Linked DNA regions of Mus musculus: regions 2 and 3 are each linked to region 1. Evidence: chromatin contacts called from public HiChIP or PLAC-seq and promoter capture Hi-C data. All regions are on one chromosome and are shown on one strand. Each heading gives the region's core, a stretch centred on a gene start, on an enhancer-like site or on the middle of the called end of the contact. The rest is flanking DNA. Distances are from core to core; before and after follow the strand shown. Region 1 holds the start of Ddr1 (discoidin domain receptor family, member 1). Region 2 holds the start of Pou5f1 (POU domain, class 5, transcription factor 1). Region 3 holds the start of Psors1c2 (psoriasis susceptibility 1 candidate 2 (human)).

Region 1 (4,962 bases), core at 676-3,175:
GGGGGCCCTGGAGAGGAGCAGAGGGCTGGGGAGCCACAGATGGCTGGGTTCTTGGCTCAGCTATGTAGGCCCCAGGATGGCTGGGATTTCCCTCTCTGGCCCCTGGGAATCTGGGCTCCGAGTAGCACATTCCAGCCGGCTCCAGCTCCTTTTCTGCTGTCACTTGACTCCGCTGGGCCCCAGCCCTGCGTCCCTCCTACTCCTCCGGCCCTGGTCTGGAGCGAGGTGGGCATCACCGACTAGGAATTTTTCCTGGGAGAGTGATAAAGGGGCCAAGGCTTCAAGATTCTACCTCCCATGGGCCCTTCACTGGGCAGTGTGAGTCACGGGCGTGAGGGGCTGAAGCATTGCTAGTCCTGTCCCGGGCTTCCCCAGAGCGGCCCTCCTGGGAGGAGGGGCTGCCGCCAGCGCAGGTGAGGTTACTGGGAAACCTTGGCCCCACCCCCAGCCAAGCTCCACACCCCGCCCAGTCTCTGCAGGACCCAGATTTCCAATCGCTGTCTGCAGAGGGGTAGGTGATTTGGGGAGTCGGGGTGGGTGTCCCCTAAGGTCTAGGTGAAAAGGTCGTAGGCAGTTCTCCCAGTGGCCATGGGAGCCATTAGCAGGTCCTTCAGCAGCTGGAACGTCCCTGGGTTTGTAAACTGGAGACCCAGCCTGCCTTGGCTTCTCCCTAGGGGCAGCTTATCTTCCTGGTAGGTTTTTTGTGTGTACTTGTCTTGGTTTGTTTGGACTTCGTGTCTTTCTTGAGACTCTTTGGAAATGCTTTTTGGGTGTGAGTTTTGAGTCAGTTGGGATGTGTTTGTAACCGGGTGGTGAGACCGGAGACTTTACTGTGACCTGACATTATCCGGGGACTTGGCAGGTATGGGGGGGGGGGTGGCGTTGGAGAGAGGTAGGAATGACAGGTGGTGCTGAATGGGACGGAACACCTCCCACACTCCCACACTAGCTCTGTTGTCCTCCCTGCCTCTATCTCTCCGGTCCATGGCTCAGCAGCTCTCTCCGTTCATTGTCTCCTTGTATCCCTGGGTCATGCGTTCCTGTGCTTTGGGCAGTGTCTTTATTTTTCAGGGCGCCTATCTATCTTCCTCCCCCACCCCCACCTCGTCTTGGCTCCATTTTGCCCTTCTCCTTGCCAGAAGCCAGACTCTGCGGCTTCCACCAGGGACCGAGCTGACTGACTGGGACTGAGGGAGGCTTGCCTGAGAAAGACTGCAGAGTTAGCCTGGATGAAGCAGGGATCCCAGGGGGATCCGGAGCTTGGGGGTTTGAATCTCAGGGATCCTGAGAAGACAGGAGGGAGCTGCCAAGCTGGGGAGAGGTTCTGGAAGAAGGGAACAGAAAAAAGTTGAGACTAAAAGAGTGTGACCGGCTCTCAGACTTGGGGCGCGCGGGGATGGGGGGAGTGATTTAGGTTGGGATCCGGAGGAGGGGTGTGTGCCAAATGGTGACAAATGGGGTGGAGTGTGAACCTAGAGGGTCTGGCTAGACAGGTGAGCCCGGCTCCCTTCCCCCAGCCGGGCTGCAGCTCTCGCTCCGGTGCTGGGCCTGTGGGAACCCGTTCCTTCCTGCGTGCCCTGGGGCCGCTTCTCCGTGCTTCTCTCCCTCTCTCCAGGAACCGAGCCCAGAAAAAGGGGAGGAGGGACGGCGCCAACTCTCCCCACCCCCGAGCCACCGCGCGGGGTCCCTAGGGGGCTTAGCGGGCCCCTGATGGTGCTGCTGTACCCCAGCATCGGGGTGGCGGGGGATGGGCGTGCGGATCACCTAGTGGAGGCTACGCGCTGGGGAGCACTTGCAGGGCGGGTACCGCACTAGGAGAGGAGCGAGGGGCGGCGCCGGGCGTGGGAGCGCGGGCGCCGGGGCGGGAGTACCGGCGGGGGACGGGCGCGGGGAGGCGGCGCCTGGGCGCGATCCGGCCCCGCGCTGGCTCCTCTCCCCGGAACAGGCCCCCGACAGCTGCTCGCGGGAGCCGCCTCCCGACACCCGAGCCCCGCCGGCGCCTGCGCTCCCCTCCCGCGCCCCGCCGCCGAGGAGGCCCCAAGCCGGGGCCTGACGCCCGGGTCCGCCCCGGAGAGCCATGAGAGGTAGGGACTGAGGCGGGGACGAGCAAGAGGCAAGGGGAGCGGGTTGGGGAACCCCAGTTATGTTTGCTGCCCCGGGATTTTGACTCTCCATCCAAAGCAGAGGGTCCTGACTTTCCGAGAAACTATTCCGAAAAGAGAGCGAGGACCTCTCTTTTCTTGGGTGAGGGGAGAACCTAACTCCAAGAGGACAGGTGCGCGCATATGTAGCCCACTGAGTCATCCTATCGGTGCCTACCCCTCAACCTCCGGTGCCATGCTTACGGACATGCTCGGTTAAGCTGCCCAGGCCAGAGGGAGCCAGCCTGACGCCCAACCTACCAGACCAGCCACGCTCCGTGGTTGCCGGGTTGTGCCAAGAGACGAGGTCACCGCCCAATGAGCAACGCTCCCAGGCTCCCTTTCTGGCCAGGCAATTCTTTTCAGCACCCCCTCTCCCAGCCACCGCCCGGCTGGCCTACAACTGAGTGGCTGAGAAGGATGGAGGTGTGTCCAGACTCGTGTGGCACTCACTGTAGGGACAGGTCACACACAGTAGAATGCTTGAGAACAGGGAGAGATGGTCCTTGTTTTTCTTGCTGTTCTTCCCACCTGAGTCCCACCTGTTCCTGCCTGCTCTTGGCTTCCCTCTGGCTCAGTCACTCTGGATGTTTGGGGGTGGGTGGCTCCGTTCTCTGAGGATCCTGTACCTCAGGGCCTGCGTGTGGCTCACTTTGTCTTCTGATTATAGGAGCTTGTGTCTGCCGTTTAGTATTCGCTAAATGGTGAGATCTGACTTTATAGATTACCTCGGGGTTTGTGGCACACACCTGTAATTAGCCTCTGGTGATAAAGAACTGAAGGTCAGCCTTCCTTGGCATCGTAGTTGAACTTGAGACCTTGTCTCAAACAAAACAAAACAAACAAACAAAAACCCCAACCAACTATCTTGCTGTTAGGAGTACAGGTCTTTAGTTCCAGCACTCGAGTGGCAGAGGCAGGAGAATCTCTCTGAGTTCCAGGCTAGCCAGGGCTACACAGTGAGACAACAAAACCCAAGCAACTAACCAGTCCTTCTCCCCGCCCCAAAGCAACACAAAGAAATCAAACGCACACACAGAAGATGTCAAGATCTGTGTGGAGTGGTGCTGGCTTCGGCAACACATATACTAAAATTGGAAAGATACAGAGAAGACTAATGCGGCCCCTATACAAGCATGACACGGAAATTCATGAACGGTCCTTAATTTTTAAATGATGGAAGATGGAATTTAATGGAGGAGTTGTCTTTAAAGCTACTTGAGGTCCAGGTAATACTTAATAAAATTAGACAGGCGTGGTGGTGCACGCCTTTAATCCCAGCACTTGGGAGGCAGAGGCAGGCGGATTTCTGAGTTCAAGGCCAGTGTGGTCTACAAAGTGAGTTCCAGGACAGCCAGGGCTATACAGAGAAACCCTATCTCGAAAAAAACAACAACAAATAAATAAATAAATAAAAATTAAAAAGACCCCAGGGAAGAATGCAGGGTCCAGGAACAACAACAAAATCCTGGAGACTGTAGAGTCTCTCATGTAGACTATTTATCTCTCTTTTTGCAGAAAACGGGGGTGGGGGTGGGGCTCAAGGTGCTGAAGTGAGTTGAAACAGCCTTTCCAGGATATGAACGTCTTGGTGCAAAACTGAACTCCATTCTTTGAATCTAAACAGGATAGCGGCATACAAGAAAAAACAAAAAAGATCTGTACAGAGTGGATAGGAATTGTGTGAGCTGGTCTTGGTGGGACACAGGCCAATAGGGTGTGCTGAAGAGGCAGGAGGGTCAGGAGCTAAAAGGAAAAGAAATGAAGAAAGGAAAAGGAAAATGTCTGTGAGAGGCAGTAAGGCGCTAGTGGTATGTGAGCAGGATACATTTAGCGTTCACAGTGGGTTTAAGTCCCCTGTGTGTATGTATGTGTCTAGAGCTGGGATTGGGCGATGGGTTTAGGAGAGAAGGAAGGGCCCAGGGCGCAGTGTCCTGATCCTTGGTTTGTAATTGGTTGAAGAAGGGCCAGGTGGGGTACCATTGAGGTGGCTCTCCTGAGCCGGTCTGATTGATTGTGGGATTCAAGACCTAGGAGACAATGGGAAAGGGGTTGCCCCAGACCTTGTGAGCATGTCTCTGCAGCTCCTGCACTTGGCCCTGTGTCCCGTTCTCTGCCTGCTCTATTTACCTCTGGCTTTGTGTTCTGCTCTGTCTCTCCCCCCGCCCCCTCCCCTTCCACGCCTCCTGTCCCTGCCTGGCTTTGTATCTCAGCCCCAGGCTCCTCTCAGCACTGTCTGTCTCTGATGACTCATCTGGGATAGGCATGAAGGTTACTCAGGGGAACAAGGGCCCTGCTGTTTCTACTGCGGTGGGGGTGGAGAGTAGCACCCAGGAATTCCCGGCCAGACTTCCCAGTCCCGGCGGCTTGCTCCCCTGCATCATGCGGCTGTATCCCCCACGGACTGGTCGTGATGCCTCTCGGTTCTAGGCTCTCCTTTGATAGCCAGGTGCCCTCTGGCAACCCAGTCAGCCCCTCAGCTGCCGCTTCGGTGATGGGGGGTGGGGGGGTCTCAGCTGCCTCTTACATTCCTGCCCCAGAGGATTGTGGGAGCAGCTGGAGGAGGACAAAGGGCTGGGGGAGTCTACCCCCAACTCCTCCTACCTCCTGGGGTGACCTGGCTTCCCTCATAGTTTAAGCCTGCCCTCATCTCCAAGGCAACTCAGCCTTCTCAGCCCTCAACTCCTCTGCTACCTTCAGTAAGTTGGAACTTGGGTAAGGGGATGGGGTGTTAGAGGCAGGGCAAGGAGAGCTGGGCAGACCTGGTGGTGGCAGGGGTGTGAGAGGGGCAGTGTCCCTCAGGATTCTGGGACTTTAGGAT
Region 2 (4,962 bases), core at 814-3,313, 190 kb after region 1:
AACCACAGGAAATCATCTGACTCACCCTGGATGCGGTACTGGCCGGAGGGTGCAGAGGACCACCTCTGACGCCCACAGGTGTACAGTAGCAGGCATGCACACACCACAAAAAAAAAAAAATTTTTTTTTTTCAAAGTTGAAACAGGGATATCAATCGATGTATGAGCAATAGAACGGCAGGGGCACTCGAGGGTGTGGCTAAGGCTGCCTTCTTCTCAGTAGTACACAGTGATGGTTGGGACCAGGTGGGGAGGGTATAACAGATGGCCAGTTGAGTGTGCTTTCTAAGTTGCAGCGTGTGAACCGGACCCCCCCCCCCCAAAATGGCTGTCGGTTTCTCAGGCTTTTCTGTCTCTAACAGAAGACAGAAATGGAGGCAGTCATCTGGGGAGATGCAAGTCAGCCTTGAGGGCGGAAGAGGAGCAGGTTGTTGGAGCAAAGGTCCAGGATGGAGGGCTGAGGTGCTCCACAAAGGCTGGCCAACCCAGGGCACAGACAGAAGCAGCAGCCAGTGAGGCACACCTCAATGCCATTTCAATGGAAAAGGATTCTCTCGGCTTCAGACAGACTTTCATCTCCAACTGCTCCTCAAAAGACCAAAACTTGTAATCGCCCTCAGCAGTGTCTTTGGCTTTTCTAAATCCTATTTTGAGGATTTGGGATTAGCTTAACTAAGGTTCAAATCTCTTGCTTCATTAAGGGCCATTTAAGATGTGAGATAAACTATTAATGCCTTCCTAGGGGACTCCCGGCGGCATACAGGACCTGAGATAACACAGAAACTGGCACTTAGGGAGGGGACTCCTGCTACAACAATCGCTAAGCTGTCGGAACTCCCGGCGGGCATCGGTATCCACTCGCACCTTGTTCTTAAGGCTAATTGCTTACACTTGCTCCAGAGTGCTGGCTGTAGGCCATCAGACACTAAGCAAGGCCCGTGCACTCACAGAATGATCTTAAGATGGCCTGGAGATAAAACTCCCCTACCCAAGGGTGTCCCTTTCTTGTTTACAAGGAAAGGTAGAAAGGCTGAAATCGATCAGATCTGCACCTCAGGCACTACAAGGGTCTGCTCGTGTAAAGGTGACTCATGGAGTCTGAGGCTAAAGTAGACAGGCCGTAAACTTGACTGAAGGTGAGCCCTACTCCACACATGGCCCAAACAAGAGCTCCTATCAGCAGCCAGTCACACCCAACCTCTTCAGTAACAATAACTCCAGGATAAGCACCATTTTTTACCCCCCCAGCCATGCCTAACCTTAAGGCCAAGTTCCTGGGTCCGACTGTGATCCAAGTCCCCAGAGGGGCTGATATGTTTTTTTTTTTGGGGGGGGGCTGATTTTCACGCATCACTGGTGTACAGACAGTGATGGCATGAAGCAAGTGTCGGGACACAGGCCAGGCCTAGGTGACCTACATGACAAGGGCCAGGCCGAAACAATCCAGGCCGGTTTCTGATTCTTGCAATTCTGGGTTCTAGTCCACACTGCGTCGTGCTTCTCAGGAGGCCCGGCAGCCATCACCACCTTTGGCAGGCAGGGTGGCTACCCTACATGTTCCCAATTCCCTTCACTGCTGCCTCTGCCAGCCCAGCCAAGTCCCTTCACTTACCTCCTCGGGAGTTGGTTCCACCTTCTCCAACTTCACGGCATTGGGGCGGTCGGCACAGGGCTCAGAGGAGGTTCCCTCTGAGTTGCTTTCCACTCGTGCTCCTGCCTGGCCCTCAGGCTGCAAAGTCTCCACGCCAACTTGGGGGACTAGGCCCAGTCCAACCTGAGGTCCACAGTATGCCATCCCTCCGCAGAACTCGTATGCGGGCGGACATGGGGAGATCCCCAATACCTCTGAGCCTGGTCCGATTCCAGGCCCACCTGGAGGCCCTTGGAAGCTTAGCCAGGTTCGAGGATCCACCCAGCCCGGCTCCAGCCCTGCTGACCCATCACCCCCACCTGGTGGGGGTGAGAAGGCGAAGTCTGAAGCCAGGTGTCCAGCCATGGGGAAGGTGGGCACCCCGAGCCGGGGGCCTGGTGGAAAGACGGCTCACCTAGGGACGGTTTCACCTCTCCCTCCCCAATCCCACCCTCTAGCCTTGACCTCTGGCCCCGCCCCCTGGGTGGGTGGAGGAGCAGAGCTGTGGGGGTGGGAGAAACTGAGGCGAGCGCTATCTGCCTGTGTCTTCCAGACGGAGGTTGGGGACGTCTGGACAGGACAACCCTTAGGACGGGACCCCAGGAGGCCTTCATTTTCAACCTTCAAGGTCCTCTCACCCCTGCCTTGGGTCACCGGACACCTCACAAACCAGTTGCTCGGATGCCCCATCGCACCACAAAGCCTGTTGGCACTGCACCCTCTCGGCCTGTCCTTACAGCCCACTCAGCCATCCTCTGGAGAGCCTAAAACATCCATTGAATGTTCGTGTGCCAATTATTTCTGGGGCCACTCCTCAGTTCTTGCTTACCCACCCGTCTAGAGTCCTAGATATGGGTGAACCCAGTATTTCAGCCCATGTCCAAGGCCAGGACAAGACAGCCATTGCACCTCCAGTCCTCCAGAGTTTAGAGGCTCTACACCATGGGACCCCGAGCCCCAACCAGATATGTCCCCAGAGACCCCAGAGAAGTGCTGGCTCTGCGTTTTCAGAGCACAGTATTCCATCTTGTGTTGTCCAGGTTGGTAGATTAGACACTAACCACCCCCCAACCCCCATAAGACCTGCACCCAGGCTCCATCCCCTCACAGTTAAGGCCGGGGCCTCTTTCCTCAAGATTCTCAGTTCTCCCTCCCCCCACCTCCTCATCCCAGGCTTCCAGCCTAGTTCCTGGGTGGAGAAACCCAACGGGTGGGAGGTGGGTAGAGAGAAGAAATATCTGACTTCAGGTTCAAAGGGGCCTGGGAGGGACTGGGGGAAGGGGGCAGGACAATGGCCTTGGCTGGACAATCCTGGTCCCCAGAGGGGGCAGCTCTAACCCTAAACAAGTACTCAACCCTTGAATGGGCCAGGATGGCTCCCCTGGGGACAACTTCCTGCTCCCCAACCCCCTCCTGAGCCCCAATCCCCTCACACAAGACTTCCCCAGCTCTCCACCTCTCCTCAAAGACAGAGCCTCAGATGGAGATACCCTGCTTCCCTTCCTCCAGGGACTCCGGTGTTCATCCTCGTCACCCACCCCTCCCCCATTCCTGTGCTGGCGGAAAGACACTAAGGAGACGGGATTAGGAGGAGGGGGTGCAGAGAGCCTACCCTGAACTTCCCTAGAGTGGTTTTCTGGGCCCAGTCTGAGGATCCCATTACTGGCCTGGTGCTTAGTTATCTTTGCAAGAGAATAGCCCTCAGAGTGCCTGTCTGCAAGGGATGGTGTTTGTCTGTCTGCTCCTACACCATGCTCTGAACGAAGGCCCCAGGGTGAATCACACAGCCTCAAAAAGCCCAGAGCACCCCACAGTGTACATAGCCAGGACAGAGTTCTGAGCCTGGGCCCAGCCCGCCTGAGCTGTTGGCTAGGGTCAGTGGCTCTAGGTGCCCTGGGGGGCGGGGGTGTCTCTTGATGGTAGTCTTCATCAGGTAGAGATGGAACCTTTCTCTATAAAACAAGCTGCCCTTGAACTCCTGATAATTCTCCTGCCTCAGCTTCATCGACTTCACCAAATTCACCCTGAGACTTTGAAAAAAAAATTGCGTTTTATTTTAAGGGTGTGTATGTACCTACACACAGCTACACATAGCACATGTGTGGAAGTCCCCTCCTTCTACCACATGGGTCCAAGTCATCCCCCAGGGTGGCTGAGGGGCCATCTCTCTGGCCCTCTCCATGAATCTTCCGTTTCCTCCACTCTGTCATGCTCACCTCCCAATTTCTATACATTCATTGTGGAACAGTGCCATAGGTTAGTTGGAAGACCTAAATAAAGGCAGCGACTTGGAAGCCGCCAAGTTCACAAAGCTTCCTCAATAGCAGATTAAGGAAGGGCTAGGACGAGAGGGACCCCTCCCCAACCATCTTCTCTGCCCCCAGGGCAGAGCTATCATGCACCTTTGTTATGCATCTGCCGTCTGCCCAGAACTCTCAACCTCCCTGGGGGGAGGGGCAGGGTCGGGCTACAACCTCCCCACACCCAGTTCCTCCCAGGGCCAGCCTCTAAGGCCTAGACAGCACTCTCCACCACAGTTCAAGTATGCCTGCAGCCCAGCAGTCCTGTCTGTATTCAATACCAACCTTGTCTTATGGATTGTGATTTCTCTTTTGGTGACTCACTGGCCAGGACAAGAGACATATTCTGAGTCCTTTAACTGCCTAGTGACTGGCTTTGCAACCAGGTTAGCCCTAAGCGTGCCTAGAGTATAATACAGTCCTTAACAGCAACTTTGTCTGAAGTCCCAAGTCTTCTTAGAACTAGCTTGAAACAGATGTGCCCTAGCCTGGTCCCGAGCTGTGAGCCTGGTGGCCCTGGAGATGGGACAGCAGACCTGTTGGCTCATCTGATCCAGTTTCTTGCCTCCTGGGTCTTAGAAAATCATCAGACTAACTTTTGGGTTTGATTCAAGGGTTCCCTACATAGCCTTAGATGGCTTGGAACTCACTCTGTAGACCAGGCTGGCCTTGAACTCACAGAGATCCACCAGCCTTTGCTTCCTGAGTGCTAGGATTGAAAATATGTGCCACTCTGCCCCCTTTAAGAGTCACTTTGGGCCGGGTGCGGTCCCAACTCATGGCTTTAATCCCAGCACTTGGGAGGCAGAGGCAGGTGGATTTCTGAGTTCCAGGCCAGCCTGGTCTACAGAGTGAGTTCCAGGACAGCCAGGGCTTCACAGAGAAATCCTGTCTCGAAAAAAAAAAAAAATCTGTCACCCTCTTCTGGTGTCTGAAGTACTTACGTACAATAATAAATAAATCTTTTTAAAAAAAAAAAAGAAAGAAAGAAAAACAAACAAAAAAGAGTCACCATGGTATCTTAAATACCCCA
Region 3 (4,962 bases), core at 1,184-3,683, 170 kb after region 1:
ACAAACTTTTTATTTATTTTTTTATTTTATGGAAGTACACTGTTACTGTCTTCAGACACCAGAAGAGGGCATCAGATTCCATTACAGATGGCTGTGAGGCACCATGTGGTTGCTGGGAATTGAACTCAGAACCTCTGGAAGAACAGACAGTGCTCTTAACTGCTGAGCCATCTTTCCAGCCCTGAAAAGCAAACTTTCATTGAAAATGCATCTGTAGAGGCTGGGAGGAGTCGGGTATGGTGATGCATTCTTTTAATCCCAGCACTGGGGAGACAGAGACAGGTGGATCTCCGTGTGTTGGGGGCCTGCCTGGTCTACACAGTGTCAGGACAGCTAGAAATACACGGAAAGATCCTGTACACACACACACACACACACACACACACACACACACACACACCCCAAAACAAAAAAACAAACAAAAAAGAAGCTGGGAAGAACTGTGTTTCTTTACTGGGCAGGTTCCAGAAGAACACCCTACCCAGGCTCAGTGTGGGCCAGAGGCCCTGTTCCAGAAGGACCTTGAATGCATCCAGAATGGAGTTCCTTAAAACAAACTGCCTAGCTGGGTGGTGGTAGCACACGCCTTTAATCCCAGCACCCAGAGGCAGAGGTAGGTAGATCTGTGTGTTTGAGTCAGGCTTGCTCTACAGATTGAGTTCCAGATAGCCAGGGCTACACAGAGAAACCTTGTCTCTAAAACAAAACAAACTACTCATACACCCTACGGGTTTACATGTACCACCTAGGGCAGACAAGCCACAGCCATTAGAGAGCGGCAAGCTTTCTCTTTCACAGGAACACCAGAGGAGCAAGACCATGGGTCTGCATACCCTTGTGATGTGAAATTACGTACTTAGCCCTCCTCCCTGCACAAGTGCAAGACAAAAAACACACACCATTTCTAGATCTCTGCAAGCTAAGAGCTGAGAGGAACGCGACTGAATATTTAAAAACCTAAGCAACGGTAAAAAAAGCAGACTAGATTCAGAAGAAAACGTGGCTTTTATTTTTCCATTGGAAGCACCATCCTGATCGACTGTCAGTTCCCAGCTAAGAAAACCAGGGGGCAGCAGAGAGCACAGAGCTCAGGCTCTGCCTAGAAGTCCAGGTCTAGACAAGCAAGAACAGGCTGAGTGAGGTAGGAGTGTGCTTTCTGCTGATCAAGAGAAGCGAAGGGACAACATAATGACTGAACAGGGACCACAAAGTGGAGGGAGGGGGGGTTGCAGAGCATAGACACTTCCAACATAGAACACAATTCAAACAGAGACTGAGGAAGGGAACTAAGGGATTAGGGAAAATTGAGATTCTAAGCGGGCAGCCAATGAAAAAGGTGGGCTTTGGTGTGCTCTGTGGAGGCTCACGTTCCCTAGGGTCCCCTATCTATACTCTTCCTGGGGTGGGTCAAGGTCTGGCTCCTCCTGAGATTCATGGTCCATCTCAGGGGCAGGAGGCCAGGGGTTTTCTGGGGGCTGGGTTCCTGCTGGCCAGGGGTCATCAGGCAGAGGAGGTTTAGGGGGATCAGTGCTTGGGGGCTTTGGGGGCCAGGCACCACTGTCAGGAAGATCTCTCCAGGGACGGTTGGAGCCTGGAGGCGGAGGTTCATCAAACAAAGGAGGCGCCCCAGGCCAGGGATCACCAGGGATTGGGGGTCCCAGAGGCAATGGTGGGGAGTCCTCCTCTTCGTGGGTGTCTGTAGATCCGGGAGAAGGGTCGCCATTGCCTGAAATGCCTGTAGAGGAGGAAGGAGAATAAGAGATACAGTCGCAGAACACTTCCCACCCAGCTTCATACCCAAAGGTTGAGCCTCACTTAGACTAGCACAGCCTGAGCCCCAAAACAGATCTCAGAGTGACCCCCAAAGTGCTCTCCATACATTTCCCAAACACTGAGGCCATCTTCACACGGTGTGAAAGCCCTAGGCTCATCCGGACCACTGACACGATCATACTTCCAAATGGTTCTCTGTTCAACCTTGGTTGGGATACTCCACTGGAACCTCCCCCAGGGTGGTCTGCACTGGAAGTGGTCTTGGCCCCACCTGTCACTCAGGCGCCATCTCTGTAATAACCAGCCCTCAGTCCCAGTGACTCCCTAGGCCTGGTGACTCCACACAACTCTATCGCATCCCTCCACCTGACCCAGCAACATATTCAGAATCAAGGTGCCCCTGCCTGCAATCCCCTGAGCTTCCCCACTAAGGACACTCCAAGAATCCCTTCTGCTCTGCGTTCCTCTTACTCCTTTCCTCCTGGGGGCGTCCCCTCCCTAAGGGTGGGTCATTTCGACCATCTCCATCACCCCAGCTGTGCTCCTGGCCTATTCTGACGACTCACCTCCTGCACACAGGCAAAGGACCAGCAGGCCTAGCAGCTTCCAGGTGAGCATCATGGCTGTCTACTGGCCCCCAAGGCGGGGTGCTCCGAGTCTAGGTGCTTGAGAACCTAAGAGGCTTTATAGCAGAGGAGGTAGAGGGGGTGGCCAGTCTGTGGGGAGGGGCCAGCTCAGCACCCTAAGGAATCCCTACCAGAGCCTAACTGGTCAAACCCGTTTACAAAGAACCTGCCAGTAAGCATCCCTCTTTTCTGTCCCCCAGTCCCGGGGGCCGGGGGCAGCCGGGTCTATCAGTGACCCAGACCCCAGGAGGCTCCACCCTTGTTTTCACACCTCCTCCATCCACACCCGGCAGGAATCAGGACCCACCTGTCATCTTTATAATCACAAGGAAGGCTACCTTTCATCCGTGATAGTTATTGGAAGCCACAAAATGGGGGCAAACCTCGCGTGGGGAAGCTTGGTAATTAGAGGCAGAGGCGGGACGCCTGGGTCAGAAAGCACCCTCTAGACTGGCATCTCAGCCTCGGAGCTCCGTCCCCCCACTCCCCTCTGGACCATGCTCTCTGGCATGTCACCTCAGTCAGTCACTGGGAACTTCCCAGGCAGTGACATCTAAGGAATTCCAGGGGGAGCCACCTGGGTGACGCGGGAAGCCAGGATATCCTGGTTCCTGACCCCATGCAGAGGTGACTGCATCAACACCAAAGACTCAGGAAGAGCTCCCCTCCCCCACCCCTGCCCTTGTAACCCTAGAAATCTTCCTTCTTCAGGATGGCCCTGAGCATCAGGGTCCTTAAGACACACCCACCACCACCACCACCACCACCAAGAGAGATTGCTTCAGAAGGCTTGAGAGTGTCTGGACTACAGCTCCAATCCCCACACATCTGTCCCCACCTGGTCGGTTTGGGATTCTACTTATGGCTGATCAGGGAAACTTGGTTTCCACTTGATAGCCCTGGCCCCAGAGCATCCATCTTGATCCTGGACCATCTCCCTCAGGCTCCCAAGGTTTTAACCCATTGTTACTCTTCCTCCCTCCTCTCACACACAGATTTTTTTTCTTCTTTCCTTTCTTTCTGGTCTACAGAGTGAGGTCCAGGACAGCCAGGGCTACACAGAGAAACCCTGTCTTAAAAACCAAAAAAAAAAAAAAAAAAAAAAAAAGAAAAGAAAAGAAAAAGAAAATGTGAGTGTTTTACATACAAGTGATGCACAGGGAGGTCAGAAGGCATTGAATCCACCAGAACTGGAGTTATAAACAGTTGTTCGACTCCATGTGGTTGTTAAGATTTTAATCTAGATCCTCCGGAAGAGCAGCCAGTGCTTAGGACCACTTAGCCATCTCTCCAGTCCATCCCAAAGCCCTTCTGGAACTGTGCCCTGCCCCTGCCAGGAACCCCCTGCCGTCCATCACAGTCTGGAACTGTGCCCTGCCCCTGCCAGGAACCCCCTGCCGTCCATCACAGTCTGGAACTGTGCCCTGCCCCTGCCAGGAACCCCCTGCCGTCCATCACAGTGGCCCTGGCCTAGGACAGCATCTGCTGAGATTCCTTGAATGTTGACTGTTTAGTATCTTGCTCCAGGCATTCATCAACACCCAAAGAAAGTGAGGACAAAGGAAACTTGGTCTGGGTAGCAGTGGCACAGGCTTCTAACCCCAGCACTGGGTGTGTGTGTGTGTGTGTGTGTGTGTGTGTGTGTGTGTGTGTGTTTGAGTATATGTATGTGTGTGTGTGAGTGTATGTGTGTGAGGGTGTATATGTGTGTGTGTACGTGTGTGAGTGTATGTGTGTGAGAGTGTGTATGTGTGTGTTGGGGGGGTGCACAACACAATAGCAGGCAGATCTCTGAGTTTGAGGGCAGCTTGATTCAAGGAGTGAATTCTAGGATAGCTAGGGCTGCACAGAGTTCCTGTCCTGGAAAAAAAAAGGAGGAGGGGGTAGACAGAGAGAGACAGAGACAGAATGAACTTGGGAAGCAGGGGCAGGTGGGTCTCTGAGTTCAAGGTCAGCCTGTTCTACATAATAAGCTCTAAGGCATCCAGGGCTACTAAGTCTCAAAAGTCAAAACAAAAAACAAATAAAACCAACAACAAAATCAAACCAAACCTGGGGTGGGGGAGGGGGCTTGGGGTGTGGGGGTGGAGGGCTTCTCAGAACACTTCCAGGGCAGTTAGGAAAGAGATTTGGAAAGAGGCGCCCGAAGGGCAGGGGTAGGAGGACAAGCTTCTCACAGCCCCTGCCTCAGGAGCCGGCTCAGGGGAAATCGCAGTCTCTCAAACATCTCCAGGCAACACTATTGCCATCTTTATTCATTGCAGAGTTTGAATTTGGTAGAAGCTGGGGTTCCAAGGCTTGCTGGGGGGCAGGGCTAGGCTGGCCCCCACCCCATTTCCTCCGACCCAACCCTCCTGGGGGTCCAGCTTCAGGCTGGCTTCATTCTTCCCCCTGGCAGCTCTAGCTCAGCAGTGGATCTGAAGGAGGGTTCTTGGTTTTCTTGGTGTTCTGGTTATCTTCCACACAAATATCTTCATCTCTGGAAATGGCCTCGCTCAGGCCTTGCAGGTTATCAAGCAGGACGGTCAGGGAGCCTGATAGAAGAGACATCATGGGGTGCACA

Evidence for each region. Promoter capture Hi-C pulls out the DNA fragments that hold promoters and counts their contacts. HiChIP or PLAC-seq counts read pairs in DNA pulled down with a chosen protein or histone mark.
Region 2: an H3K4me3 HiChIP or PLAC-seq map of embryonic stem cells shows a contact between it and region 1, with 18 read pairs. The contact joins the promoter of Pou5f1 here to the promoter of Ddr1 in region 1. A contact is called at or near these places in 8 of 39 promoter capture datasets (the C10 cell line, the HPC-7 cell line, HPC-7-derived erythroid cells and 6 more), 5 of 484 Hi-C or Micro-C datasets (embryonic stem cells, muscle stem cells and nephron progenitors), 5 of 115 datasets of contacts at active chromatin or transcription factors (embryonic stem cells, epiblast stem cells, memory CD8 T cells and 1 more) and 4 of 9 other capture datasets (adipose tissue, liver, macrophages and 1 more).
Region 3: a promoter capture Hi-C map of embryonic stem cells shows a contact between it and region 1. The contact joins the promoter of Psors1c2 here to the promoter of Ddr1 in region 1. A contact is called at or near these places in 8 of 39 promoter capture datasets (the C10 cell line, the HPC-7 cell line, the SN4741 cell line and 4 more), 2 of 484 Hi-C or Micro-C datasets (embryonic stem cells and uterus), 3 of 115 datasets of contacts at active chromatin or transcription factors (embryonic stem cells, epiblast stem cells and pancreatic cancer cells) and 4 of 9 other capture datasets (adipose tissue, liver, macrophages and 1 more).

The regions. Positions count from the first base shown.
Region 1 is chr17:35,697,553-35,702,514 of GRCm38.p6, reverse strand. It overlaps Ddr1 (discoidin domain receptor family, member 1), which reads left to right and starts at 1,925. Exons shown (of 18, transcript NM_001198833.1): 1 at 1,925-2,084. It overlaps LOC115488883 (a small nuclear RNA gene), which reads left to right and starts at 3,206; the gene lies at 3,206-3,312.
Region 2 is chr17:35,503,133-35,508,094 of GRCm38.p6, reverse strand. It overlaps Pou5f1 (POU domain, class 5, transcription factor 1), which reads right to left and starts at 2,063. Exons shown (of 5, transcript NM_013633.3): 1 at 1,612-2,063. The coding sequence starts at 1,995. Gm32362 (a long non-coding RNA gene) reads left to right here and starts at 2,358. Exons shown (of 3, transcript XR_385564.3): 1 at 2,358-2,669. RefSeq lists promoters at 2,017-2,286, 2,044-3,944, 1,993-4,962 and enhancers at 2,954-3,196, 2,278-3,286, 4,008-4,116, 3,281-4,962.
Region 3 is chr17:35,530,672-35,535,633 of GRCm38.p6, reverse strand. It overlaps Psors1c2 (psoriasis susceptibility 1 candidate 2 (human)), which reads right to left and starts at 2,433. Exons shown (of 2, transcript NM_020576.2): 1 at 2,340-2,433; 2 at 987-1,735. The coding sequence starts at 2,394. The coding sequence ends at 1,383. It overlaps Cchcr1 (coiled-coil alpha-helical rod protein 1), which reads right to left. Exons shown (of 18, transcript NM_001372297.1): 18 at 4,619-4,933. The coding sequence ends at 4,800.